5 separate regions of the Mus musculus genome follow, and all the other regions are linked to region 2. Evidence: chromatin contacts called from public Hi-C, HiChIP or PLAC-seq and promoter capture Hi-C data. All regions are on one chromosome and are shown on one strand. The core of a region is the stretch at or near the end of the contact, and the rest is flanking DNA. Distances in the headings are between cores, read along the strand shown.

What was found. Promoter capture Hi-C pulls out the DNA fragments that hold promoters and counts their contacts. A called contact is a pair of places that touch in the nucleus more often than the background predicts. HiChIP or PLAC-seq counts read pairs in DNA pulled down with a chosen protein or histone mark.
Region 1: a contact with region 2 is called in a promoter capture Hi-C map of embryonic stem cells, with 2.6 times the contacts expected there. The contact joins the promoter of Sema7a here to the promoter of Neil1 in region 2. A contact is called at or near these places in 1 of 39 promoter capture datasets (embryonic stem cells), 1 of 115 datasets of contacts at active chromatin or transcription factors (large pre-B cells) and 1 of 9 other capture datasets (liver).
Region 3: a contact with region 2 is called in an H3K27ac HiChIP or PLAC-seq map of T-cell acute lymphoblastic leukemia, with 6 times the contacts expected there. The contact joins the enhancer-like site here to the promoter of Neil1 in region 2. A contact is called at or near these places in 2 of 39 promoter capture datasets (the C10 cell line and cranial neural crest), 4 of 484 Hi-C or Micro-C datasets (the Ba/F3 cell line, Th1 cells, embryonic stem cells and 1 more), 5 of 115 datasets of contacts at active chromatin or transcription factors (T-cell acute lymphoblastic leukemia, bone marrow-derived macrophages, double positive thymocytes and 1 more) and 3 of 9 other capture datasets (adipose tissue, macrophages and pancreatic islet).
Region 4: a Hi-C map of CD8 T cells shows a contact between it and region 2, with 2.1 times the contacts expected there. The contact joins the promoter of Arid3b here to the promoter of Neil1 in region 2. A contact is called at or near these places in 4 of 39 promoter capture datasets (liver, neutrophils and pre-B cells), 3 of 484 Hi-C or Micro-C datasets (B cells, CD4 T cells and CD8 T cells), 1 of 115 datasets of contacts at active chromatin or transcription factors (bone marrow-derived macrophages) and 2 of 9 other capture datasets (adipose tissue and liver).
Region 5: a promoter capture Hi-C map of pre-B cells shows a contact between it and region 2, with 2.1 times the contacts expected there. The contact joins the promoter of Ubl7 here to the promoter of Neil1 in region 2. A contact is called at or near these places in 2 of 39 promoter capture datasets (liver and pre-B cells), 2 of 115 datasets of contacts at active chromatin or transcription factors (memory CD8 T cells and regulatory T cells) and 2 of 9 other capture datasets (adipose tissue and liver).

What each region holds. Positions count from the first base shown.
Region 1 is chr9:57,938,675-57,941,374 of GRCm38.p6, reverse strand. Sema7a (sema domain, immunoglobulin domain (Ig), and GPI membrane anchor, (semaphorin) 7A) reads right to left here and starts at 1,263. Exons shown (of 14, transcript NM_011352.3): 1 at 1,047-1,263. The coding sequence starts at 1,224.
Region 2 is chr9:57,146,989-57,149,688 of GRCm38.p6, reverse strand. It overlaps Neil1 (nei endonuclease VIII-like 1 (E. coli)), which reads left to right and starts at 1,384. Exons shown (of 10, transcript NM_028347.3): 1 at 1,384-1,605; 2 at 2,632-2,700. The coding sequence starts at 2,655.
Region 3 is chr9:57,665,998-57,668,697 of GRCm38.p6, reverse strand. No RefSeq gene overlaps it. Among named protein-coding and RNA genes, the nearest start is that of Cyp1a2, 16 kb to the left of the region's middle. Within about 2 kb of position 1,282, at least 22 of the 459 cell types and tissues checked have an H3K27ac peak or open chromatin away from gene starts, as enhancers often do. A contact at or near this core is called in T-cell acute lymphoblastic leukemia, adipose tissue and double positive thymocytes, where this site is marked.
Region 4 is chr9:57,835,515-57,838,277 of GRCm38.p6, reverse strand. Arid3b (AT rich interactive domain 3B (BRIGHT-like)) reads left to right here and starts at 1,499. Exons shown (of 9, transcript NM_001379353.1): 1 at 1,499-1,596. It also overlaps the pseudogene Gm7547.
Region 5 is chr9:57,909,728-57,912,427 of GRCm38.p6, reverse strand. Ubl7 (ubiquitin-like 7 (bone marrow stromal cell-derived)) reads right to left here and starts at 1,442. Exons shown (of 11, transcript NM_001122873.1): 1 at 1,369-1,442.

The DNA of each region.
Region 1 (2,700 bases), core at 14-2,513, 790 kb before region 2:
GACAGGACAAGTACCCCCAGCCCCCGGTGTGAGTCCCCCATCACCACTAGGGGAGGGGCTGCAGAGATGCCAAATTTGGGTACAGAGCTGAGTTTGTCTGGGGGCGGGGAGGCATTTGTGTGCAATGCAGGGAGGGAGCTCAGTCCCTAGTGGCAGAAAGCCTCCAACCCCAACCTAGCCAGCTTTCTGTCCCACCGTCCGTGGTTCTGAACTGCGATGCCCGAAGGAAAGACTCCAGTCCCTCAGGTTCTCATATTCACTACAGTCCTAAGGATGCACACTCCTCCCCAGATACGCCGCTTGGGGGTCCCAATGGCCTCGCCCCACCCAATGGGCACTGTCCCCCCTCCCCGTGCTAGTGCCGATTTCTGGTGACAACTGCCACGTGCGGGCAAGGGGGGAGCGGCTGGTCCTAGCATTACGGAGACAGCGCCCAGGTGCTCGGAGCCCCTGCACCGCACCTTGTCCCGGTTCGCCGCAGGGTGCCCACCCCCTTGCCTGGCCCGCGCTCCGGGCCGGGGCGGGGGCGGGGGCAGGCGGCGGGGTCTTTGTTCCCGCAGCCCGAGCGCAGCGGCGGCGGCAATGGGTCCGCGCCCCCTTCACCAGCCGAGCCCGAGCCCCGCGTGCCAGCAGAGCTCGCAGCTTGCAAGGAGGAGGTCGGGGTGATGAAGCTGGCCAGGGGAAAGAAGGGTTCTGTATAGTAGACCCCGTGGCGGAAAGCCAAAGAGCCTCGGTGAGACAGGGGCCCGCAGCCTCCCCCCGCGCTCGGGCGCTGCGGCTCCGGCTCAGAGCTGCCGTTGGACTTGGAGCGCCACTTAGCTGGGCCCGGGCCCCAGCCACTCGCTCGCACGCTGCAGCGCTCCAGCCCGCTCCGGCGTGACAGTACGCACACTCACAAACACTCACCCGGACCCACACGCTCCCTTCGGGGCCAGCCTGAGACCCGCAGAGCTGCGCACACGCACTCTCTCCGGGTGCCGCACACTCTGCACCCGCCCCGCAAGGCGTCCGATCCCGCGCCCCGCCGGCCGCGCGGCGCCGCCTACCTTTCCAGACGGCGGAGATGCGGGGTCCGCTCCTCGAGTGGCCTTGGGCGGAGGCGGCGGCCACCCAGAACACCAGCAGAAGCCGCAGCCGCAGCGGGAGCCCGAACCGAGCCGGCAGGCTGAGGACGCGGGCGCGCGGTGCGCTGGGGGCGGCACGTCCGGGAGGAGGAGGCGTCATCCCGCAGCCCCGGAGCGACAGCGGCAAGCAGCCGAGACTGAGACAGCGCCCGGCCGCAGGCAGAACCTAGCGCCAGGAGGCGGAGTCAAGCGCCTGACCCCACCCCGCCCCTCCCCCCCGCCCCTCGCAGCCTTTTCTAGCTTTGCCGGTGGCCCCTTGCTTGTGCGGTGACCGCTGCCAGGAAAACCTTCGCTACCCGCACGCGGGCAACTCCACCGGGAGAACCCAGCTGCAAAGAAGACAGACTTGTGATCTGTCATGAGGGGCAGATCCCATCCCTCCTCTGGGCTTCAGTTCCACTTCCCTCGCCCCAGTGGAAAGAAAGGCCTAGGAAATCCGTAAGGATCTCTCAGCGCATGGATGAGTCTAACACCGGACAACCCCCCTTGCTGTCAGCTAAGTGGTTTGTAGTCAGAGAACCATTCTCATAGAATGGGCTTGCGGGAGTGGGACGCAGCTCTCTGCTGATCCTATCAGCCGGAGCAGGATGCTTTCCTCTGTGGAGGAGAGAGGGGAGGTCTAAGATGTGTGGGGTGCCCACAACGCCCCACGATTGCTCTGCCTGAGAGAACACTGGGAATTTTTCATCTTGGCCTGGCTCCCTCCTCTCCCTCTCCTTTCTCCTCCCTTCCCCAGCCAGCAGCCTTCTGGGCTGCCTCCCCCCAGCCAGCTGGTGTATGCTCAGAAAATCCAAACTCATTTCCATGTGCACTGAGGGGGATATAATTAGGAAGGCCCCTTCCCCAAGAAAAAAGTGAGGGGCACAAGACTCATAATCAGAGAGGGAAGGTCAGACCAATCGAAGGGAATCTTTCTCTGCCTAAGGCTCAGCTACATACCAAGGGCAACCTGGTGACGCGGTGGTAGTTCCATCAGAGGGTCCAGGCCCCTCTGCAGTCACCTGAACAACCCAGGAAACTCTGTCATTGGCTTATGTTTTCAGAGCCACTTTGTCTGCTCTTCGTAAAAGGGTCTCCCATGTTCCTTGGGCCAGAGATGGACAGATTCCCTACCTCTGCTTGTACCCAAAGAAGCTATGACTGGGAAATCCATCCAGGTCAGCTTGTCCCAATCTATTGCTTACTGTATATGTAGTCTAAGATGTACTGCACCAAGAAGAGACAGGGCAAGGAAGAGGGAACAGAAGTAAACAAAGACTTGACCTTCAAAACCCACAGACCCAGACATACTGAGCATGCTGTAGACACAGGCAGACCCTGGGCAGGATGCCCTGACCTCAGAGCCAGCCTCTTCACTGCTCCACGGGCAGGGAGGTTTTGATACAGCGAATCTTAGCTCTGCCAATTGTACAGTCTGCTTCTAGTTGTTTTCTCCATTCCTAAAAGCCCCAAAGTACCCTAGCCACTAAGGTGAATTCCTCCAGATCTCTCTGTGGGGAGGGGTCTAGAGACACTACAGGGCTGTGCACGGAGTCACTAGCTTCATGATGCCTAAGATCACAACCCCAGAAAGAAA
Region 2 (2,700 bases), core at 135-2,634:
AACTGGCCAGAGAGACCTGACTCCGACTTCCGCATGTGCACTGTGGTACATGAATACCTCCCACACACACACACACATCATATACACAGCACAACGACAATAAAAAAGAATCCAACAGAGAGTTTGCTGTACAACAGTGTTAGCTACAGACCGCATGCTGCACTTGCTCATCTTAGGCAACTGGAACTTTATTCCTACTATCAACCTCTCCTCCCCTACCCCATCTTCAACAATCTTTCTCCTCACTCTGTGTGTCTGATTAATGTGGACTTCTCACATAAATGGAATCTCAGTGTTTGTCCTTCTGTAACTGACCTACCTACCACCTAGCATAATATCCTCAAAATCACCTATGCTGCTACCTGTGGCAGGCAGTGTATAATATTCCACTCTGCTTATATTCCACACGCTGTGTTTCTTAAGACATTTTTATCATCTCCCTCCCCACCCCATGTGTGTGCGAGCTTGCTAGTTCATGCTTGAACACGTGAGTACAGCCGCCTGATGAGACGGGAAGCCTGTGGAGGCCATTCTCATTCAAACCACGACAGTGGCCCTTTCCTATCATCCCAGTTCTTACTGAGGAGGCTGAAGAGAAGATCAGGGGAAGCTGGGAACCAGTCTGAGGCCCAGGACAATGAGGAATACATAGCAAGACCCTCTCTTTAACCGTCCTCTCCTAAAAAATATAAGAAATGAGTAAATGGGTGACTGGAGGAACAAGAGAAATAAGTGTGTAAAAGGGTGAGTCTCCGCTGTTGGTCAGCACAACGCACCTGCAGAGGCTTTCTTTCTCTTTTATACGTTTTAATAATGCTGCTTCCATCTCCCAGGGACGTTTGAGGCTTAGCCTCACCAATGTTTCTCTCCTCTTGTTCTCCCCTAGCCTACCCATCACCACTCACCCCTGCGGCAGCCACACAGGCCTTCCTCAGCTTCTGTTCCTGAACTTTGAATCGATCCCTTGTGCCTGGCAAAAGGTATCTTGCCGACACTTTTTTTTTTTTTTTTTTTGCCTGAGGTTGTGACAGTCAAACCAAGCTTTTGTGCCTAACTCCTGACTTTACCTAGTGCTGCCCCAGATATAAGCCCCTGTGGTATTGCCGGATGCACTCCCCCCTCTCGGCCCCCTAGCTCCCGCAGGCCGTGATAAAGTTGTTTATATGTTACATCTGACTGCTCATTGACACGGCCATCTTGGGTCCCCAGGGATTGTTTATCTTGCACCTGTGTATGCCTCGCATACAGCTGCTTGTGGCTCTACACAGCGCCGTTTCCGGCTGCTGGCGTCAATCCTGGCCAGGCTAACTGGTGACTTCAACTGCAGACGCAGCTGCGACTCCGGGCACCAGTTCGGAACAAGGCTCTGCTCACAGTTCTTTCGTCACCTCCGGGTTACGCGACTGCTCCAAAGCTTGCCCAACACCCGGGATTCTCATAAATAAGGAACTCCATTCCATACTGCGCCGCCTGCCTGAGAAAACTACATTTCCCAGCAGGTACCAGAGTGTCTCTAGCCTTTCCCAGCGTGCTCTGAAGTTCGGCAGACTGCTGGGATTAACCCCTTACTGGCTGCTGCCTCAGGTTGAGCAGTAACCAGAGCAGGTATTCATTCAACTTTAATGGGGGCGATTCGGGGTCTCAGTAAAGGTGAAGATCTAAAGGATCTGGGAGCCCGGGAAAGACAGAGAAACCAAAATTTTGTTGGGTGTGTGCGCTATCTCACACCTCGCAAAACTAGGACTCTGAAGGTTTTCCGCAAACCGAACCCTTTTTGGTGCCAAGCCCCCAACGCGTCTACTTTAAAACCGCCCGTCTTCCCTACCTACCTTCTCCTCAGATCTTGCTAGTAGCAAAGCGCGAGGTGAGGGATAGAGGAGGGTGGTGAGGACAAAGAACGAGAGCCCTGTCCTTCCTGGCACCCCAGGGATCCATGAGAACAGGGCTGTGCACAGATTGGAGCTTACCCTTCTCCTACTTCTGCCTCCTGTCCTGACAAGAAGGCAGCCGGGAGAAAGCCTCTCTCTTCTGCCTGGGTGACCATGGCAGGCTAGGTCAATCCCATTGGTCCAGCGCACATTTGAGTTTCTACCTCCATGGATGTAGACAGATTCAGGGCCTGATTGAGCTGTAGTGGATGAGTGACCCGAGCTTTGCCTTGGGTGCCGTGAGGTGCTAGAACAGATGCTGAGTAGCTTTGAACTTTGGGAGCTCCTAAGTTAAGATGTGGATTAGGGAGAGAGAAGGCCTCCTTCAAACTTCCTACTGTGTGTGGGATGGGAGGCAGCAGGGGCAAAGGCCAGGAGTTGGGGAGGAACAGGTTTGTAAGTGGGTAGGAGGGATTGGGGGACACAAGGTAATAGGCTCCAGCAAGAATCTGAACTGTATTCTAAAGCGAGGTGTGGAGGCCATGGAAGGAAAGCACCAGTGAGCAAGACAGCCATGTGCCTCCCAGCTTCAGCTTCCTGGTACCCAGTACCTTGGATGGGTGGCCAGGCCACCATTTCTTTGCCTATCCTATATGGCGCTATGCCTCTCTGTGTCTCTGACTTTTCCTCTGTACAAACTTGGTAATAATTCCTACTGAACAAGACATTTCTGGCACGACCTGTTGTCCTCTTCCTACTACAGGGCCCAGCCATTCCTCCTTCAGAATGCCAGAGGGCCCAGAGCTGCACCTGGCCAGCCACTTTGTGAATG
Region 3 (2,700 bases), core at 33-2,532, 520 kb before region 2:
CCTGCTCTCTGATTATCAGGACACAGGATCCTCTGGTCTGGTAGCTCTCAGGTTATATAGCAGGGACATTTCTAGGCAAGGACTACACCTGGTGCACCTCACACCATGCTGAGGAGGAAGGCAGCCTCTGGTCTTTGCTGAGGCCACCTGTGCTCTCCCAAGGACAGACAGTAAGGTGACATTTGTTTGCTTTTTCCTGCCCCTCCCTACCTTCACCTCTGCACTTCTGTCCTGGGCCAGCAGTTAAAGAGGTGTTCCAGCTCGGCAGGGGGAAGCAGAAAGTGAAAAGCAGGTGGTTGGCTCAAATTCTCTAGCCAGTTGCATAACCTGGCTTTTCTCATCTTGCAATTGAGGATAATAGGTCTACCTCACAGGGCTGCTAAGAGGCTTAATGAGATAGTATGTATAAAGTGTCAGGCCTCACGTGAGTGGACAGAGAGAGAGAGAAAGAGAGAGAGAGAGAGAGAGAGAGAGAGAGAGAGAGAGAGAGAGAGAGAGAGAGCATCCTTCAAGACTTGCACCCTCTTCACTGGGGTCTTGCCAGGGCCCAGGCTTAGCTCACTTCCTCCACTCCTACCCACCCAAAAGCTAGGGAGGGCTGGGAGGGGGGTGGATAGCGTGCCAGGGAACAATAGGCCCATAACCCCTTCCGGTCCATCGCGTGAGAAGGAACTTCGTGAGAAGGAGCTTCGGGAAGGAAACTCATCTCCCAGTGGGAGAGGCCACCGCCCCCTTGTTGCCAGCCCTGTGGGAGTTTCAGGACCCTCTCTCTGTTCCAGGCCTCGCCCCCACTCCCCGCATCTGTAGTCTACATCACCTGGACTGGCTCCCTACGTGCCTTCCTTCAGAGAAGAGCATCCGAGCTAGGCACCCTGACTCCCTGTCTGCAGCTGGGAGTCCCTGGAGCCCAGGATCTGCTCTCACTTGGCTTTCTGTGTCCTGGCCCAGAGCGGCCTCTATGAGTGCTAAGCGCTGACCAACAGAAGGAGTGGCCTAGTAAAGGAAGGCAAGTCTGGAGACCATTGGGGCCCCGAAGTTAAGCCAGGAGAGATAAGAGAAGGATCCAGCATAGACAGGCCAAAGTTCCTGCCCTTTACATAGGGACAAAGTAACAGCCCCCAAAATGCCTCCCCAAAGCTGACGGCTGGAAGTGAGGACATTCGGATACTTCTAATGCTCAGCTCACCACTTCATGTAAGGAAGAGCATTAGCCCTCTCACCTACACTCCCAACTCTGCAAGCATTTTCTACTGTCAGACTGGGAGCCCTTAGAGACGGGAACAGGGCAGGAAGACAGCTAGCTCTCCCACTCTACCTACCCACATCCGGCTGCTAGCTCAAAGGAACCCCTCCAGACAGGCTGCTAATCAAGAACTCTGGGGCTCCATTTCTACACATAGAAGACATGGTAAGGGTTGGAGCCTGGCTGAAACTAGCCCTGCCCTGGCCCTCCTGATCTGGGTTATATAAACAGAGCCTCAGTTTTTGGTTTTTCGAGACAGGGTTTCTCTGTGTAGCCCCCTGGCTGTCCTGGAACTCACTCTGTAGACCAGGCTGGCCTTGAACTCAGGAATCTGCCTGCCTCTGCCTCCCGAGTGCTGGGATTAAAGGTGTGCACCACCACTGCCCTGCCTGAAGTTTCACTGAAGCTCTTCTCCATTTCCTCGCTGTCACCCCCAAAACTCTGGACAGGAACTCTGCTCCTCTGTGCATGGTCTCGGTGTCACCAGTTCCAAGACTCCCCAACCTCAAGTGTGACCATTGCCAGGGAGCAGAGGAAGCAAAGGCTTCCCAGGTCTGAGTTAGTCACCTCCCACGGCCACCTCCACGGAGTTCTCAGGGCTCCAGCTAGAGGCTCCTAGGGCCTGAGGACACAAGAATGACAAACACACCCACCAACCCACGCCCAGTCTCAGGCACATACACACCTGCCTGGCACGCTGACCCACTTGAATGCACACCTGGCGCACTCACGCACATACACCTGGCTGCACTTGCCACAGAGTAGACCCAGTGCAGCTCAAGCCTTGTGCACACACCCCACCCCCACCCAGGCTAGCAGGGGCTGCGCAATTCCACTTCCCACTTGGCCATGCCAGAACTCTGTCAGGCGGCCCCAGGAATTAGGAGCCTTTTTTTTTTTCCTACTTGGGATTAAACCTGTGGCCTTGCCTAGGCTAGGTGGTATTTCTAACCAACCATATTTTAAAAAATTTTTTGTGATCATGTGTGTATGATGAGCAAGGGAGTATGCCACAGCATACATGTGGGAGTCAGAGGTCATCCAAGAATCCACTTTCTCCTGTCACACTGATCCCAGGAGTAGAACTCAGGTCTTCAGACTTCACAGCAAGTGTCTCTGCCATCTAAGCCATCTCAAAGGCTTAGTTTTATGTATGTATGTATGTATTTATTTTTGGAGTCATGTGGTCCAGGCTAGACTGGAACTTATTGTGTAGATGAGGCTGTCTCTGAATTCCTGATCATCCTGCCTTCATCTCCCAAACGCTAGGGTTACAGGAGAATGACACCTCCCCTCTTCTCTCTCTGTCTCTGTCTCTCTCTTGACATTGTCTTTCTATATAGCCCTGGCTATCCTAGAACTTGATTTACAGACCAGGCTAGCCTCCAACTCACAGCAATCCTCCTGTCTTAGCCTCCCCAGTGCTAGGATTATGGGAATACACTGCACAGCTAGCA
Region 4 (2,763 bases), core at 250-2,749, 690 kb before region 2:
TTAGGAAACATGGCGTTGTTCCTTTGGCCACGTACATGCGAATCTACAAGAAGGGTGATATTGTAGACATTAAGGGAATGGGCACTGTTCAAAAAAGAATGCCCCATAAGTGCTACCATGGCAAACCCGGAAGAGTCTACAATGTCACCCAGCATGCTGTGGGCATCATTGTAAATAAGCAAGTTAAGGGCAAAATTCTGGCCAAGAGGATCAATGTGCGGATTGAGCACATCAAGCACTCGAAGAGCAGGGACAGCTTCCTGAAGCGGGTGAAGGAGAACGATCAGAAGAAGGAAGCCAAGGAGAAGGGCACCCGGGTGCAGCTGAAGCGCCAGCCTGCGTCAACCAGAGAAGCACACTTTGTGAGGACTAACGGAAACTGCTGGAGCCCATTCCATATGAATTCATGGCCTAGTGGACAAAAAAGAAATAAGGGACCAGGACTGCAACAAAACAAAACAAACAACAACAACAACAAACCATAAAAGTTTTCATCAGGAACTGAGATGGATTAGTGAGTTAAGAGCGTGGCGCCAAAGAATAAGGGTCTAAATTTGGATATCCAACGCCTCAGTAAAAAGCCAGGTGTGGTGCACACCTGCAATCCTAGCATTTCAGAAGTAAAGACAGGATTCCTGGAGCTTGATGGTCAACTACTTTTGCTAAATAGGTGAGCTACCTTCTAACAAGAAAGAAAAGAGGGGAAGGGAAGGAAGAAGGGAAGGGACAAGAAAAGCCAGTGGCAATAAGTTCTAGGTTTTGGCTGGGATTGTTTTAAGACCCAAAACTAAGCGAGCCATAGACTCTGGATCAAGGATGATGGTCAGTTGGGAGAAAGGTAAAACAAGGAGGTGCATGCATAAATTCACAGAAGTTCCCCAGAGTTAGGAGTCCCAGAAGACAAGGTTTTGTTGTTTTATTGTATAAGCGGTGCCAGGATTCAGCTTCTACCTTTGGAACCTGAAGAAAGAAAACATTAACCCCTGTGACGAGGTGAGGTTGGGGATGGATAGAGGTGGTGTTCCAGAACAGGAAAATTTCAATCCAAAAAGTGAAATTTAGAAAAAAACTAATAAAAGGCTGGAATGCTTCATTAAGACTAGCTGAAAGTTAGCACTCTTTATTCCTTTCTTTCACTTATTACAAACAATTCACAACCACGGCAGCCAGAAACCCGTGTGCTGTAGTCAGTCCTACTCTTTTCAACTCCCCGCGAAAGCACTCACACCGGAACTCCTCTGAGTCCGTGCTCTCCCATTGGCCGAAGCCTCCGCCCGCCTTAAATGGCTTCCGCCCACGGCTTCAACCAGAGGGCGGTCTCTAGGAGTCACTTCCGTCTCGCACTACCCACCCACCCCCACCTCGTTCCCTTTTTAGCTGCTTCCGGCCTCGGGCCCCGCCCCCCACCGTGGGGCCCCGCCCCTACCTGCCCCTCCCCCGCCCCGGGCTGACGGCCGGGCCCCGCAGCACAGCTTCCGGTGCGGGCCCCGCCCCGGCTGTGGCCCCCAGCTGCGGAGGAGTAGCAGGCTCAGCTGCTACGCTGGGGTCTGAGCGGCTGCCTCCTCCCTACCCGCGAGCCCGGAACGCTGCACATAGGTGAGCGGCGCGGGTCGTGGTTCTTTCTGCCGCGGCGGGAGAGGGGCTGTGGCAGGTGGAGGGGACCGAAATGGGAGCCGAGGCAGGTGTGTAGGGGAGACGCGGGCTAGTGAAGCCGGGGTCCGCTGAGAAAAAGTGAGAGCATCGGGAGGAGCCCCGTCCTCCCGGTGTCCAAAGGAGTGGTTTGAGATAAAGAGATGGGAAAGGTAAGGGACCCCCCCCCCCTTTTGGCAACCGCAGAGCGAGCTTAGATGGAGTAATTAGAGAAGAGCCGGGAGATTGGCAAAGGGGGCTTGGTGGAAGTAAAAGTGATAGGGCTCCATTGGGTGGGAGGTAAAGAATGGAAAGAGGGGTCGAAGAGGGTCGGGGACAGAGCTGGAAACGAAGGTAAGGGAAATGGTCACCAAGGCCGGGCTCAAGCGGCAAGCAGTCCGTTGCTCTCGGTTTGGAGGTCCGGGAAGTTTAAAAAACCCGAGCGAGGGATGGAGAGATGAAGTTAGATTTCGGAGACGTAAATTCTCTAGATGTTAGTAGTATTGTTTGAATCCTTGGCTGCTTAGGGATTGGGATGAGATGGACTCTTCGGGAGGATGTGCCAATTGAGTTGTAAAACGGAGTCATCTCTGTCTTAATAAAGACGCTATCGGACACCCCTCTCCCTTGCTGAGGAAAGCCTACCGAGAAGATGGTGCCAACCAGAAAAGAAGCAGTTGTACTATGACTGGCAGGAGTTGGTTGAAATATTCCAGTTGTGTTGTTTGACTTTAAAGATTATACGAATATTTCTAAATGACCAGTGAATTGCTTGCTCTTCTTTTGTGTGCGTTTTGTTTTGTCCCCAACGGGGTTTTTATTTTAAAGGAACAATTTTGCCAACTTTCAGGCTTCCCTACAGAATAAGAACTAAAGCAGAAAGAAAGTATTGCTGCAGGCATAACTTATACTTTCCAAACTGCCAGGAGGAGGGACAGGCAGTAAGGGGCCAATTGGAATTGGAATCTTTTATCCGCCTATGAAAGCTACAACCAAGTGCTTCTAAGAAACAAAATGAGATTTGTCTAGCATGGCTCTGGTTGGTTTTTGAACTCCCCGCCTCCCCAGCTTTAAAAATTATACTCTTTAAACGTGTAAAAATTTATATAAATCAAAGCCATTTTTTTTTCTTGT
Region 5 (2,700 bases), core at 193-2,692, 760 kb before region 2:
TCACCTTTAAAGTAAACACAAAAGCCGGGCATTGGTGGCACACGCCTTTAATCCCAGCACTTGGGAGGCAGAGGCAGGAGGATTTCTGAGTTCAAGGCCAGCCTGATCTACAAAGTGAGTTCCAGGACAGCCAGGGCTACACAGAGAAACCCTGTCTCAAAAAAACAAAAGAAAAAAAAAAAAAAAGTAAACACAAAAGGCCAATCAGTTGGATAGGAATGTTGTGAGGTTCAAGCAAGATCACCCAACCCTCTCCCTTCTACACACTCATTTCTGGTTTTCTTCTCCAGCTTTTGATTTAGCTATAACAACACTTTAAGGAGGGCCCTTGTCTCTCTTGCCTGCCCTTATCAGAGATCTATAGCACCACCCAATGTCTTATTGTTAAAACACAGATCTAACAAACTTAACTGCTTAGAAGGCCCCCATTAATCCCAAAGCACTTCTATGAACAGGTGGGTGTTAACTCCACAGCCAGATTACAAACCCATTTATTCTGACGCCTACCAGCTTTCTTCAATAGACCCAGCCCTGCCCCTTTATAACAACACACGTAAGTATACTTCATAACAAAGTTGTCCCCTATATGTAACTCTGCTCACCTCCTGTCTTTGCATATAAGTTCTCTTCCCTTTTTGGCCTCTTAGCAAACTCCTACCAAGACCCACACAAACACATCGGTTCCATGCTCTCTTCTTGGTCACACATTCCCTGTTCCCTCAAGGCAAAAGAGCAACACAAATCAATAGATTTGAGGACAAGTCAGCCAGCTTCATTACCAGATGCCAGACTTAGAAAGCTACCTTCTCTTTGCTGCTTTTTCCCTTGTACAACTTATTTACTTCTCAACTTCTCATTGCGTCCCTCATATTTGTGAAACCCCCCCCATTCTTGAAAGCCAAGACTAGAGCTTTTCTAACACAGTCCCCAGCCTGACATATATGAATGCCCACAAAATAAATCTAAAAATTCAAAGGGTGCAAGAGCCTTGTACCGCAAGACCAGTCCTTGTTACAGACACTATTTCTGCCAAAGAGGTCTCTTGCAGTAAAGACAAGGCTAAGAAAAAACTGTGGTGCGACCCAGCGGACTTCAAGGTACTATCCACCTTTAGGTTTAAAGCGAGAAAGGAGGTTTTTGTATACCGATTTCAATCCTCACAACTGTCTCCTGAAACTGGCATCATTGTCCTTATTTTACAGATCAGGAATAAAGACTCAGAAAGCTGAAGTCTCTTGGCCCAAGGTCACAGATACCTAGTCGTGAGTAGGGACAATGTTGACAACCCCACCTCTCTCGTGGGACCAGTTAGCTACTCCGGACCCACGAGAGCCCCGCGCGCCCAGGGAGGGGGCCCAGCGCCCTCACCCGTCCCGCGGAAGGAACCCGGCCGCAGCGAGCCGCCGGTGTAAACACTCACTCTGGTCCTCTTGCCGGAAACCGGAAGCTCCGCGCTGCATTCTGGGGACTATAGTTTTCACTGAGACCCAGCCCCTTATAAATGGCCGTCCAGCAGCTAGTGGCAATGCTTCCGGGTCCTAGGAGGCGTGAGTGCGAGCACGAGCAGTTTGAGGTCCTAGAAGCCAGTAGGTTGTAGCTTTCTGTCAGACACAATTGTACCACCACCTGAGGTAGGGAGACTCAGTGTGGAATTTTCGAAAGCAGCCAATAGCCCGATGATTCCCGCGCTCTCCAGGGATATATGTGAAGCCTGTTGGTTGTCCCGGGTTTGGAGGAGTCCTAGGCCGGAGGGCGAGCCTTCTCCGAGGGGGACGGGTTCCTAAGTGGACAGGCGCCCCGCGGCCCTTCCGATGAAGACGCAGTTCTCCCACGTAGCCAGCCTCTTGTGCTTCTTGCTCCTTTCTCCCAGGAAACCTGCCTTGTGGCAGCGCACCAGGGCGCTAAAAGTTGAGTCCGTAAGGGGAGTGATTAAGTCGGGTTTCTGGCCCACCGCGAACATGCAACAATGGGGTTTATAACACAGTCATTCGTAGAATCAGTTTGGGGAGGGGAATTTCCACTGAACTTTCGTGGAGACACTGCCTGTTTTAGATGGCTGAGAAACTAATGCACAATCAAATTGGATTGAGTTTACACAAAAGTTAGAGTTAGCTAAACTCAAGAGAGAAGTGATTTTTCTCAGAAAGTTCCACAATTAAGGAAAACAATAACCAAAAACAACCAACTTTAAAACTGTGAAGCTGAGGGACGGGTGAGATGGCTCAGCAGGTAAAAGCACTTGCATTCAAACCTGAGGACCTCCCCGGGAACAAATGGTGAAAGGATTGAACTGACTCCCCAAAACTGACCACACACACACACTAATAAAAAAATGTAATTTTAAAAGATAAAGTTCAGGCTGGAGAGAAGGCTCAGCAGTTAAGAGCACTGAGTGCTCTTCCAGAGGTCCTGAGTTCAATTTCCAGCAACCAAGTGGTGACTCACAGCCATCTATAATGGGATCCGGTGCCCTCTTCTGGTGTGTCTGAAGACAGTGACAGTGTATAAAATACATAAATAAATCTTTTTTTTAAAAAAAGTTCATAATAGCTACTGTGTACACAAGTGTAAAAGTTGTATTCTTGCCGGGCGTGGTGGCGCACGCCTTTAAGCCCAGCACTCAGGAGGCAGAGTCAGGCAGATTTCTGAGTTTGAGGCCAGCCTGGTCTACATAGTGAGTTCCAGGACAGCCAGGGCTAC